2 separate regions of the Danio rerio genome follow, and region 2 is linked to region 1. Evidence: chromatin contacts called from public Hi-C data. All regions are on one chromosome and are shown on one strand. The core of a region is the stretch at or near the end of the contact, and the rest is flanking DNA. Distances in the headings are between cores, read along the strand shown. Region 1 overlaps bmpr1ab (bone morphogenetic protein receptor, type IAb). Region 2 has its middle 33 kb from the start of opn4b.

Evidence for each region. A called contact is a pair of places that touch in the nucleus more often than the background predicts.
Region 2: a Hi-C map of embryo shows a contact between it and region 1, with 1.8 times the contacts expected there. The contact joins two enhancer-like sites. A contact is called at or near these places in 1 of 18 Hi-C or Micro-C datasets (embryo) and 1 of 4 datasets of contacts at active chromatin or transcription factors (caudal fin).

What each region holds. Positions count from the first base shown.
Region 1 is chr12:27,758,231-27,763,783 of GRCz12tu, reverse strand. bmpr1ab (bone morphogenetic protein receptor, type IAb) reads left to right here. Exons shown (of 13, transcript NM_001004585.2): 4 at 4,011-4,182; 5 at 4,264-4,366; 6 at 4,449-4,548. Among named protein-coding and RNA genes, the nearest start is that of mmrn2b, 28 kb to the right of the region's middle. Within about 2 kb of position 2,028, at least 23 of the 62 cell types and tissues checked have an H3K27ac peak or open chromatin away from gene starts, as enhancers often do.
Region 2 is chr12:27,983,337-27,988,889 of GRCz12tu, reverse strand. No RefSeq gene overlaps it. Among named protein-coding and RNA genes, the nearest start is that of opn4b, 33 kb to the right of the region's middle. Within about 2 kb of position 2,414, at least 4 of the 62 cell types and tissues checked have an H3K27ac peak or open chromatin away from gene starts, as enhancers often do.

The sequences.
Region 1 (5,553 bases), core at 779-3,278:
GAGCATAAATTTCGAATCGTGACACCCTTAGTGATTTTATTCTTTACCATAAACATCAGTGGTTTTATTTAAATATAAACTGTTATCTCCCAGTACTTCGGTGTTATTTGACTGTCCTAACATAACCAACTCAAAAGACAAAAGACTGAATCTCTTAGGATTAATAAACATATGCAAATCACAATCATTTATAATTTATGTTGCGTGGATATTGAGATCCAGATCTTTTAATGAATAATCGTGCAGCTTACACTGAATGCATTAATGCAGACTTAACAAGTAGTGACAGAAAACACCTAAGAAACCCACCACATTTCGAATAACCTACCACAACATCTTTCGTCATTATTATATTTTACAGAAAAGCCTTAATACTTTCATACTTCATTTGAATGATGCAAGAGGCAATCTTTCTCTGTGAAATATTTAAAATTAATCTACGAGTTAACTTTTTTTTTTTTTATTGATCCGCGGGTCACGTGTGTTCTGAACCATGGGTTGTGAGCCGTATGAGTCACGGATCAACCGTGATCCATAACACCCCTAATAGTAAGCCAGACACACTTGATGGATCCTTCACTCCTCTGTGTAATCTTGAGGACACAGACATGTTTAACCAACTCAGGAATAACCAACTTGCAAATATTTTGTGAAGAAGTAGCTAGCATAGGTTACCATGAGCTATATAGATATGAAAGTCATTTGCATGCATGCACCATCAGATATTTCTTGGCAAAGAGCAAAACTACTTATAACTTGTATAACATGTCATGCATTCAATAAGAAATAAAGTACATTCAGGCAGTTGTTACCATGAAATAAAGCCTGACGGGTTTATCTGTTGTATAGGTCTGAAAGGCTTAAATCTGCAAAACAAACAACTGGATGTACTTTATTGGGTTTAACAATGAACACAAAAAAATTTTCTGAGCCATAATAGTTTATTAATCCTTTAATAAGTGCAAAGATGACCAAATTGAATATGGCTGAATGGAGCATACACTAACCTACATATTATTGAGTCACAAGATGGCACCAAACTGTCAAAAACAGCAGCGTGACAAGCTTTTTAATATGGATGTCAAGGTGTGATGATGATTCAAAGTACCTGATAAAGCCTGTGTTATTAGTTTCATCATTTATCTGGTAAAAAATGCTCGAAATGTCATGACTGACCGATGTATTAAAGGATTTTAAATAACCTTTGTCTCCTCGTTGTGCTTTTAAAGTCCATTAACGCATAGCTATTTCCTAATTCAAAAAGTGTAAAAAGTGCAATAAGATTATGCAAAATTCTGCATGTAATTTATAGTTGTTGTTTTTTTTTTTATCTGATACCTTTATTTCATGAAGATAATTGTTGTGGATATGATTAATTTGACAGCCTCAGTGATTATAACTGAATGGATTATGAACTGAGTGAATTGAGTGATTCTCCTGTAGATGTTTAACAAGCGGTTTGTTTGCTCTCTTCCTCTGATATTTTTTCCCCTCAGCTGATATCATTTATGAGGGTTTAAAGCTTTGTGGCTCCACACTGGTGTGTTATCAATCCCTATATCAATATTTAGTGCTCTCCACCCCAGCTTATACAGCTGGAGGTGTCACTGTCGTGTAACTGCTGATAGCAGGTAAGATATTCCTACGGGATGGGGTTTGCTGTTTATATTTGTTTGGTTTTGCACATCAACTATGGGAAATGAGGCGCTGTGATTCTGAGGGACACTTGAGACTCTCGTCGCCATCTGATATTTATGTTCTTTTTGAGTGATAGAGATGTAGGGCAGGCTTGAAGCAGTCTGAGACGTTGGACAGGTTTGAATCGCGCCTCTTGTAATGAGATCCTAGGTGTGGAATGTAGTGCTTTACTAAACAGCAGCATGCCTGTTTTAGTGTGGCCTTATTTTGACTGGGTTTAGGCCTGTCCGGACCTGCAGGACGAGCAGCACGGCTCTAAGAGGAAGCACCCACAGCATTACTAAACACACGAGTCTTTGTACCCGGGGTGATATGCAACCTGTCTGTCTGTGACAAAATGCTCACGCACTCAGTTGGATCAGGTTACAGCACTGACAAATCTACATGTCTCTGTCTCTCTGTCCCAGATTTCAAAGCTTATCTCCCTCTTGTTTTTACTCACAGGCTGTAGTGATCTGTTTTCCGTACTCCCACCTATTTATCCAAGATCCCCTGCAGTATAAGTGAGCACAGATTAAAGTGAATAAGACAGGGCTTGTGTCCATGTGGCTGTGATTTGAATATGTTTTGTGATTGTATATACAGTTGAAGACAAAATTGTATTAGCCCTCCTGTGAAAAGTTATTATTATTAAATTTTAAACATTTCCTAAGTGATGTTTAACAAAGCAAGGATGTTTTTACAGAGTTTGTAAAATGAAGATAAGTTGGAAAAAAATTTTCTTTTCTTAAAGCAATTTTAAGGTCAGTATTATAAATATCACTTAGTTTTCTTTTGATTGGCTACAATAAAAACTAACCTAGCTTGCCTATTTAACCTAATAAATAACCTAGTTTAACCTTTAAATTGCACTTTAAGCTTAAGACTAGTTTCTTGTAAAAAATATGTACTGTCAGCATGGCAAAAACAAAACAAATGAGTTATTAAACTAAAGTTATTAAAACGTTATGTTAATAATGTTGAATGAAAATCAAATCTACGCTACACAGCACTTTTAAAGAATAATTTTCCAGAAGGGTTGTATATCATATTTTGCTGCATGTTGGGGACTACAGAATTCAGAATATGGCCCTAAAATCCAAGATACTAAGGCAAAAGTTCCCTGTGTTTTGGTTTTTGTCTCATATTTTAGTAGTTATGCAGTATCACATGAGCAATAAGTGCAGTATGACACAAGGACAGTTTTTGTCCTGAAAAAGGCATGTGTGTGACAGTTTGTAAATAAAAAGATAATATCATAAAACGTTTTAGATTGTCAGTTTTGCCAACTAAAATATGAAACTACTACAGGAGTTTGTTGTTGACACACAGTGTTTAATTTCTAAAAAAATTCTGATTGAATTGAACAAATGATTCAAGCCATTCACAAAGAGAAGCATTTACTTGACTTAGAAGGAATCAAATTAATACCACAAATGCATAGCATTTTCCTTTGTATTACTGTTATCAAAGTAGAATTGTTAATGTACAGTTCACCCAAATGATTATAATTCTATTATTAACTGCTCACTCTGATGTCTTTCCAATCCCTGAGACCTCAGTTTGTCTTCAAAACACAAATTAAGAAATTTTAGATGAAATCTGAGAGCTTCTTTGTCCTCCATAGACGTCGACAGTCCTGAGATGTTAATAGTCCAGAAAAGGAACCAAAACCATTGTCAAAAGTTTGTATGTGACTTCAAAACTTCTCTTGTGACTTTAGGGGTTCAACTGAAAAAATTAAAATTTCCAAGAACATTTTTGTGTGCCATAAAAACTGTAAAAATGTACTTGCCCATGTCTTCTGGGTCAGATTAAATTGCAAATTTACTATCAGCAGTACGGCGCTTGCAGGCAAACTGTCATATTTACAGTTTGTTTTGCTGAACAAAGTTTTTTTGACGCTTTGTAAGATTACAGTTGAAACACTGAAGTTACATAGAATGTTTTGACAATGTTTTTGGTTCTTTGTCTGAGCTTTAAATATCTCAGGGCCGTATGGAGGATGAGAGAGATCTCTGATTTCATCTAAAATATTGTAATTTGTCTCAGGGGTTTGGAATGACATGGGGTTGAGTAAATAACAGAACTTTCATTTTTGGATGAACGAAACCTTTAACTTTATGATATCAAGATCACTGAGTGAAATGAACAGCAATACTAATCGTACATTTTGGTTTTATTGGTTTGAAATGCTTTGACACAATGATTTCTCTAGCAAGATTTGATTCATCACGATTGCATAAATATAGACGAGTAATGATGAAAATACTATGGACAGTCACATTCTGGGATATCTAAAAAAAATCTGATTTCCTCTATTTTAACCTTAGGTGGACAAAACCCAGACTACATGCTTCATGGCACTGGAGTCAAGCCTGGATCAGATCCAAGGCGAGCTCAGGCAGGAGACGGGTCCACCGTGGCCCCAGAGGATGCTGCCCGCTTCCTTAGCTGCTACTGTTCAGGCCACTGCCCAGAAGATGCCACAAACAACACCTGCGAGTGAGTACACTATCCTCATCTCACTTCTTCTCAATTAAATGTGAACAATCTGAATTAAACTACCTTTGTGTGTTTGCCCAGGACAAACGGCCATTGTTTTGCTATCATAGAGGAGGATGAGCACGGCGAGGCGATGCTGACCTCAGGCTGCATGAAGTACGAGGGATCCCACTTCCAGTGCAAGGTAATTCATGAACGAGACAGTGAGGAATAGATGTTAAGTGCTAAGGCATTAAGATTGACTGAATGTGGTTATTGTCGTCTAGGACTCTCCTAATGCTCAGACCAGACGGACCATTGAGTGCTGCTCCACAGATTTCTGTAATAGAGACCTACAGCCCACACTTCCACCTCCTATTCCAGGAAGTAAGTGTAACGCTGCTCGAGAACCTTAATATAATAAATATATGAAAACGTCACTCTACAGTGTGGAAATTACTCGGTGTGACCATGAAAAACTATTACCAAATTATAGCACATTAACCATTATATAAATATAATTGGATTAAAACATCTACATTGTAGGCCTGTCACAATAATCAATATACCTACTTATCGCACAATACATGGACATGACCTCAGTCATTTTTGGTGATGCAATATACTGTATATCACCCATACATAAAACCAAATCTAGCAACATTTTAGCTAATTGCACCACCTCTCTATCTCTATCCAGTATGGTTAAGCACTATAGTATTTACTCTAAATTGTTGTTGTATATTTTAATGTGGGTGTCTGACAACTGAAAATAGATCTGGTAGCAGATATGGCAGCCTCAGTTACTATTATATCACACTTTTTTTAACATTTATTATTATTCATTTGTGATTTGATGTATGTTTTCACATTTTGATTCCAATGTCTGATTATTAAATTGTTAAAATGCCTATAATAAAATGAAATATTCTAAGGAATAAGATCTTGTGTTCTTTGGAAGAGTGTACTTGGATTATGATGCTATTATATTGTCATTCTGGCAATATGTAATGAGCGACATAAAATGGTCTTAAAATGACAATAATATTGTTTATCGCAATATATTTTGCTGCAATATATCATACGACAAAAATTAGATTTTTAAATAGATTAAAATTGCCCAATGCACTACACTTACATTGCTGAAGGTGAAGTAATTGATAATCAACAGGGTTTAACTGCACAAAGTGGTTGCCACCAACCACTCAATGTGAAGTACTTTAAAATCCTCGAACGCACAGCAGGCCGTTGATTATCCCACTTATTCCATTGTCATTTGCCAGGATATAGATAAGTTAAAAATAGTATTGCTCCATGCAGTACAATGTAAGACACATAACTCGATTTGAACTGGTCATTATTCACAGGTAGACAGACAGAGATAGAGAGAGA
Region 2 (5,553 bases), core at 1,165-3,664, 220 kb before region 1:
CTCAGCAGTCCGTACTTTTCAACATAGTCTTCTGAGGTCGGATTTGGTAGCTGCGCTAAACCAGACAGCTATTGAAATGTAGACGACTGATTCAATGATGGAATAATTTTCAATGATGCATTTAATATCCATCAGATTCAATGATGGATATTAATATAATTCAGGAGATTATTTAAACTTGTGATGGATATTTGTCATTGAAAAATTGCTATGATATTGAACTATTGTCTAAAGAATTAAATGATTCGTCTAAAGTTATAAGTAGTCATGTTGGGAGAATGTATATATGTGTTGATTACTACCAAGGGGTAGCATGGTGGCTTAGTGGATAGCACTGTCACCTCACAACAAGAAATTCGCTGGTTTGAGTCCTGGATGGGCCAGTTGGCTATTCTGTGTGGAGTTTTCATGTTCTCCCTGTGTTCGCGTGGGTTTCCTCCGGGTGCACCGGTTTCCCCCTCAGTCCAAAGACATGCAGTATAAGTAAAGTAAAACAAAATTGGTCATAGTGTATGTGTGAACGAGTGTGTATGGATGTTTCCCAGTACTTGGTTGCAGGTGGAAGGGCATCTGCTGCGTAAAACATGTGCTGGAATAATTGGGGGTTAATTCTGCTGTGGCGAGCTCTGATAATCACAGTAAGCAAAAGGAAAATCAATGAATTAAAGCTACCCATTTCACCAAACCTGTCTCTAACCTTTCTGTATCCCACCTCAATAGCACCATACTGTAAGTGTAGTGCAAGACAGTATGAACACAATTTATTATTTGTTTTCACTTTTTGTCATGAATTTATAACAGCATCATTAATATCTTTCTTAACCTCAATTAATGTGTGCCAAGTATTGACACTTTTTAAGAGATATTCATGACTCATTTAGTGTGTTATGTTGTTATGTGTAAGTTATGTGTCACGTCATCACTGTAAAAAATGAACATAAAAAAATCTGCAACCTGTTTAACAGTATGTTTCCCTAACATATACAGTTAATAACCAGAAATGGGCTCTATGCGCAGTAAATAGACTTAAGCATTCATTTAGTTGTTCAAGTTTAAAACGAGATTAAAGACCATTGTAACCACTAGCGCTGAAATTCATATTTCATAGTCATATTTTAAAGACATGGCAGTGGAAATGGGTTTTAATGCAGTGCTTCTTGTCTGATCTGAGACCCACTTAATATTGTATATCTAACAGGCAGTAAAGTCTGCAGATTTTTAAAGAAATCAGATCTTAAACGTGACAATTTTGTAATGGAAAGAAAGTTTACCGAAAGCCCTTGGACTGCCAGGCTGAAAATTAAAAGTCACTGTGCATATATACCATTGACTTTCCCAGGATATTTATTGCATTATTTAAATTTCATGTGTGTTACCATGATCGTGTTAAGCAGTTGTGTGATTGACTATCACCTTTTATACAGTATATTAGTGTGTTTCTCTGTTCCTGGTAAATGTTGTCTGTGATGAACTTTGGTTCATCATATGACTTTCTCATCACCTGTTTAGGGTGTGTTTTTGTCTGTATAACAAAGGTAAGATATGTAGATTTTTGTACTTCAAAACACTGCTGTAGAATCATATAAATTCATGAATTATGATAGTTTACCATATTTTTTAAGGTTAAGTGCTGTTAATTTTATGTTTTTTTTTTTTTACAATGAATATTAATAATGTGCCAGTCTTATAACCACCCATTCAAGTAAACAGTTACCAAGCAAACAAAAAATAATAAAAAAACAAAAGCTGATGATAACGATGAATTGGGTAAATAAAATTGTCCGTAGTGCATGTGTGTGAATGAGAGTGTATGGGTGTTTCCCGGTGATGGGATGCGGCTGGAAGGGCATCCACTGCATAAAACATATGCTGGATAGGTTGGTGGTTCATTTCGCTGTGGCGACCCCAGATTAATAAAGAAACTACACCGTAGAGAAAATGAATGTATGTAAAAGCAGATGATATCTACAGCATACTCGCATTATAGCATAATTATGCCACAAAATCATGTACTCTGAATAATCAAGTGATTCCTTGTATTTCCAGTCAAGTCAATGTTCATCTTGAAATGTCTTAAATTTATAAACAATGCATGATAGAGCAGGTTTGTGGAGTTAAAGACCAATATAAAAACAGCATCACCAATCAATTCTCCTATTGCTGTTGTATCAGTATCAATCAATGTCACCACCATCAACAATATCATAGATTCATGTATGTAAGCAGAAAATATCTTGCAACGTTTTCTTGTGAATGACGGAAGAGAGTACAGCATGCAGAACAGTTTGAGTAGTTTAAAGTGAAGTGATGCTGTAGCTCTTGGTGAATCAGCTCCTCTCCTCTCTCTCTTCCTCATCCCTGCATGTGCCACAGCCTCACGTGCGCCGAGCCTCAGACGAGTGGCTCTGCTGCCTCAATGAAACACGTCTCCAGCTGCTAAAAATATCCCTCACACAGGAGGAAGGGAGAAATAGAAACCAGAGGGTTATTTTTACTCCCTTTGACTGACTATGAATCGTGACTTCTTTGGCCCACCAGTTCTTTGAGCTTTTCATTATTTATCTGTTTGTTTGTGTCTTCCTGCAGGTTTTATTCAGAGGAAATGACACCATAAGGGGCGAGCGAGGAGGTGTGCATGCTAAATAGTGGCAAAGACACCTACATTCTTCCTCTTCCGCTGCACGCTTTCTGAGAAAATCCCACAGGCTTCACCTTTCTTCATTTTTGTAGAGTTTCTCCACTTAGTCACACTTGGGTTCTCCAGTTAGTCGAGGATGTGTCAGGTGCTAAAACTTAAGACCAAAGTGAAGCGAGATGAGCTAAACTCTTTAGGCTTACAGTTTATAGGATGCCAGAAGTTTATTTTTAAGATATGGAATGAAGACATTCATGCATCGTCCTTTATCATTGAATGTCAATTCTTCTGTCATCTGTCATTTTTTCATTTTGTTCCAAACCAGTATGAACTTTAATATGGACCATAAGCCAAGATATTTTAAAAGGCACCTATTTTACCCTTTTTTAAAGATTTAATTGTCTCGTGTCTCCAGAATGTGTCTGTAAAGCTTTAGCTCAAAATACCCATGTGATTATTTGTTTTACCTTTTTAAATCTGAGAAATTTGAGCTGTTGGGGCATTGTAGCTGTTTTTATTGCCTGTGCCTTTAATGCAAATGAGCTGGTCATTTGTGAGTCAGAGCCACAGAGATCTTTCAGTATTTCTCTGATGCGTGTAGCCTTCACATAGATAAACAGCAAAGTGACTGACAGTAATGAAGCAGATCTTCCTTACTACAGTAAGAACTTTCCCAAGTGTTAATTCAAGCCTTTCTGCAATGATGAGTCGCACACAGTGCCGTTATAAAGTTCCACACAGACCACAAAGAGCTAAAGAGATCTTTAAATCCCAGTTACTTTGCGCACATCCTGTCTTGTTGATATGATTATAAGCGTTACTACAGAGACATCCTAATACATTTTGAGTCCAATTTTAATGTCAGGAAATTTAAAAAAAGAAACTGATTGTGTTTCTATCACTCCAATGTGACTGTGGACACACTATACCAACACACAGTTCTGCCCAAACAGTTTACAATAGTTGATTTTCATCATAAGTGGCCTTTCTAGAATTCTTAATCTGATTTAAATTTGAATACAAGGCCGTCTTTATATTAGGTGGCTTTAACTAATATGTACTTACACAGAAAATAGTTTGTTGCAATGTACGTGTTGTGTAAATACATGCTTGTACATTGTACTTAGGATTAATTAAATATATGCTTACAATCTGTAATTAATTTCTCTACTTGCACTGTTGAGCATCCCTTACAACCTAACCCACCCTTAAACCCATCACTACTATCTGTCTTTAGCCTTACCTGTGTCCCACCTCAAGAGCACCAGAAGTGTTCTGCAATACATTATAAACACAGTGAGTACATTGTATTTATTTTTGATGCAAGTACATAGTTAAGGCCACCCTTATATAAAGTGGGACCAAATATAAATATGACTCTTAAAATATCAGGCTAAATCAAGTGTTCATGGATAGTTTGAACTCCTTTTTGTTTCTGTGCTTCTATTGATGGTCAATATACTCTTGAACAGCAGTGGATCATTTTACATGAAACCTCATGGAAAGTGCTATAAACAGGGAACCATTCAAAAATGTTAAATGTTAGTACAAACAACAAAAAAAAAAAAAAACATATACAGTAAGCTTTTGTGGTAAAATAGTATTTTGAGCACATTGACAAAAATGTAAAAAAAAAAAATGTTGTTGCATCAAAAAGTATGGTCACCATCTGACAAGCTAATCCCAAAAAAGTGCTTAAAATGTCACTAAAATGCAGTATTTAATCCTCAATATTAAATAGAAAAATAGAAAATAAAGCAAATGGTCTACTTTTAAGAAAAAAGAACCAGCCCATTCAATAGGCTAGCTCCCAGCCTATAAACATCTGAAGACACATTTCGTCAAAACTTAACTGACTAAAAATAACACTCAGTTATCCCTTTTACCGACTAGCATCTGCTAAATGGCTAAATGTAAATATAAACAAATAGCAACTGACAAATGTAATTCGCATAATGGGGTATAGCATGTCTGGATTATAGAATAGCATGTCTGTCACCTTACAGCAGGAAGGTCCCTGATTTGACCCCTGGCTGGGTCAGTTGGAATTTCTGTGTGGAGTTTGCATGTTCTCTCCGTGTTCGCGTGGGTTTCTTCCGGTGCTCCGGTTTCCTCCACAGTCCAAAGACATGTGGTATACAGTAGGTGAATTTGAAAAGGTAAATTGGCGGTAGCGTATGTGTGTGCAAGAGTTTATGGCTGTTTCCCAGTGCTGGATTGTGGCTGGAAGGGCATCCTCCACTGTGTAAAACATATGCCGGATAAGTTGGCGGTTCATTCGGCTGATTAATAAAAGGACTAAGCCAAATAAAATGAATGAAATAAAATGAATGAATACAATTTTGTTGTTTATGTTGAATGTATTAGGCAGTATTAGAATAGTTAAGGTGTATTTTTTAAAAACAAAAGGGGAGGTGAGGATGGATGACACCATTTTTCACTAAAAAGTTTGTGTTTAAAGGGGTGAAGTAAGGATGTGTTTCATTTTGAGTGTTTTATTCCCTTATCTCTAATCCTTTGGGTCTACCTTAAAGAGCGAAAGCTCCGAAGGGATGAAAGGTGCGATGAACCAAAAATCTGTTCTTTGAAATGCATCACCTTGTTTTAAAATGTAACTTGCCAAAAATCAATTCATGCTGAAGGACCGTTTGTAGTGGGCAGTTTTGAGAACTGGCGATCATGATTTCACATTGGGGACTTTTTTTTTTAGTATATTGATAATTTTCTCTTTTGTTTCAACTACTTTCATGGCAGAGCAATTATTTTCACTAAGTGCACATCATTCTCAGACCTTTAAACTACAACATACATGATATCCATCACAAAAAGTAAATGAGACGATCATCAAAAATGCAATTAATCTCTTAATCAACTTAAAGGACACCTGGGAAAGCAGTAGCTCAAGTAGACGAATGGAC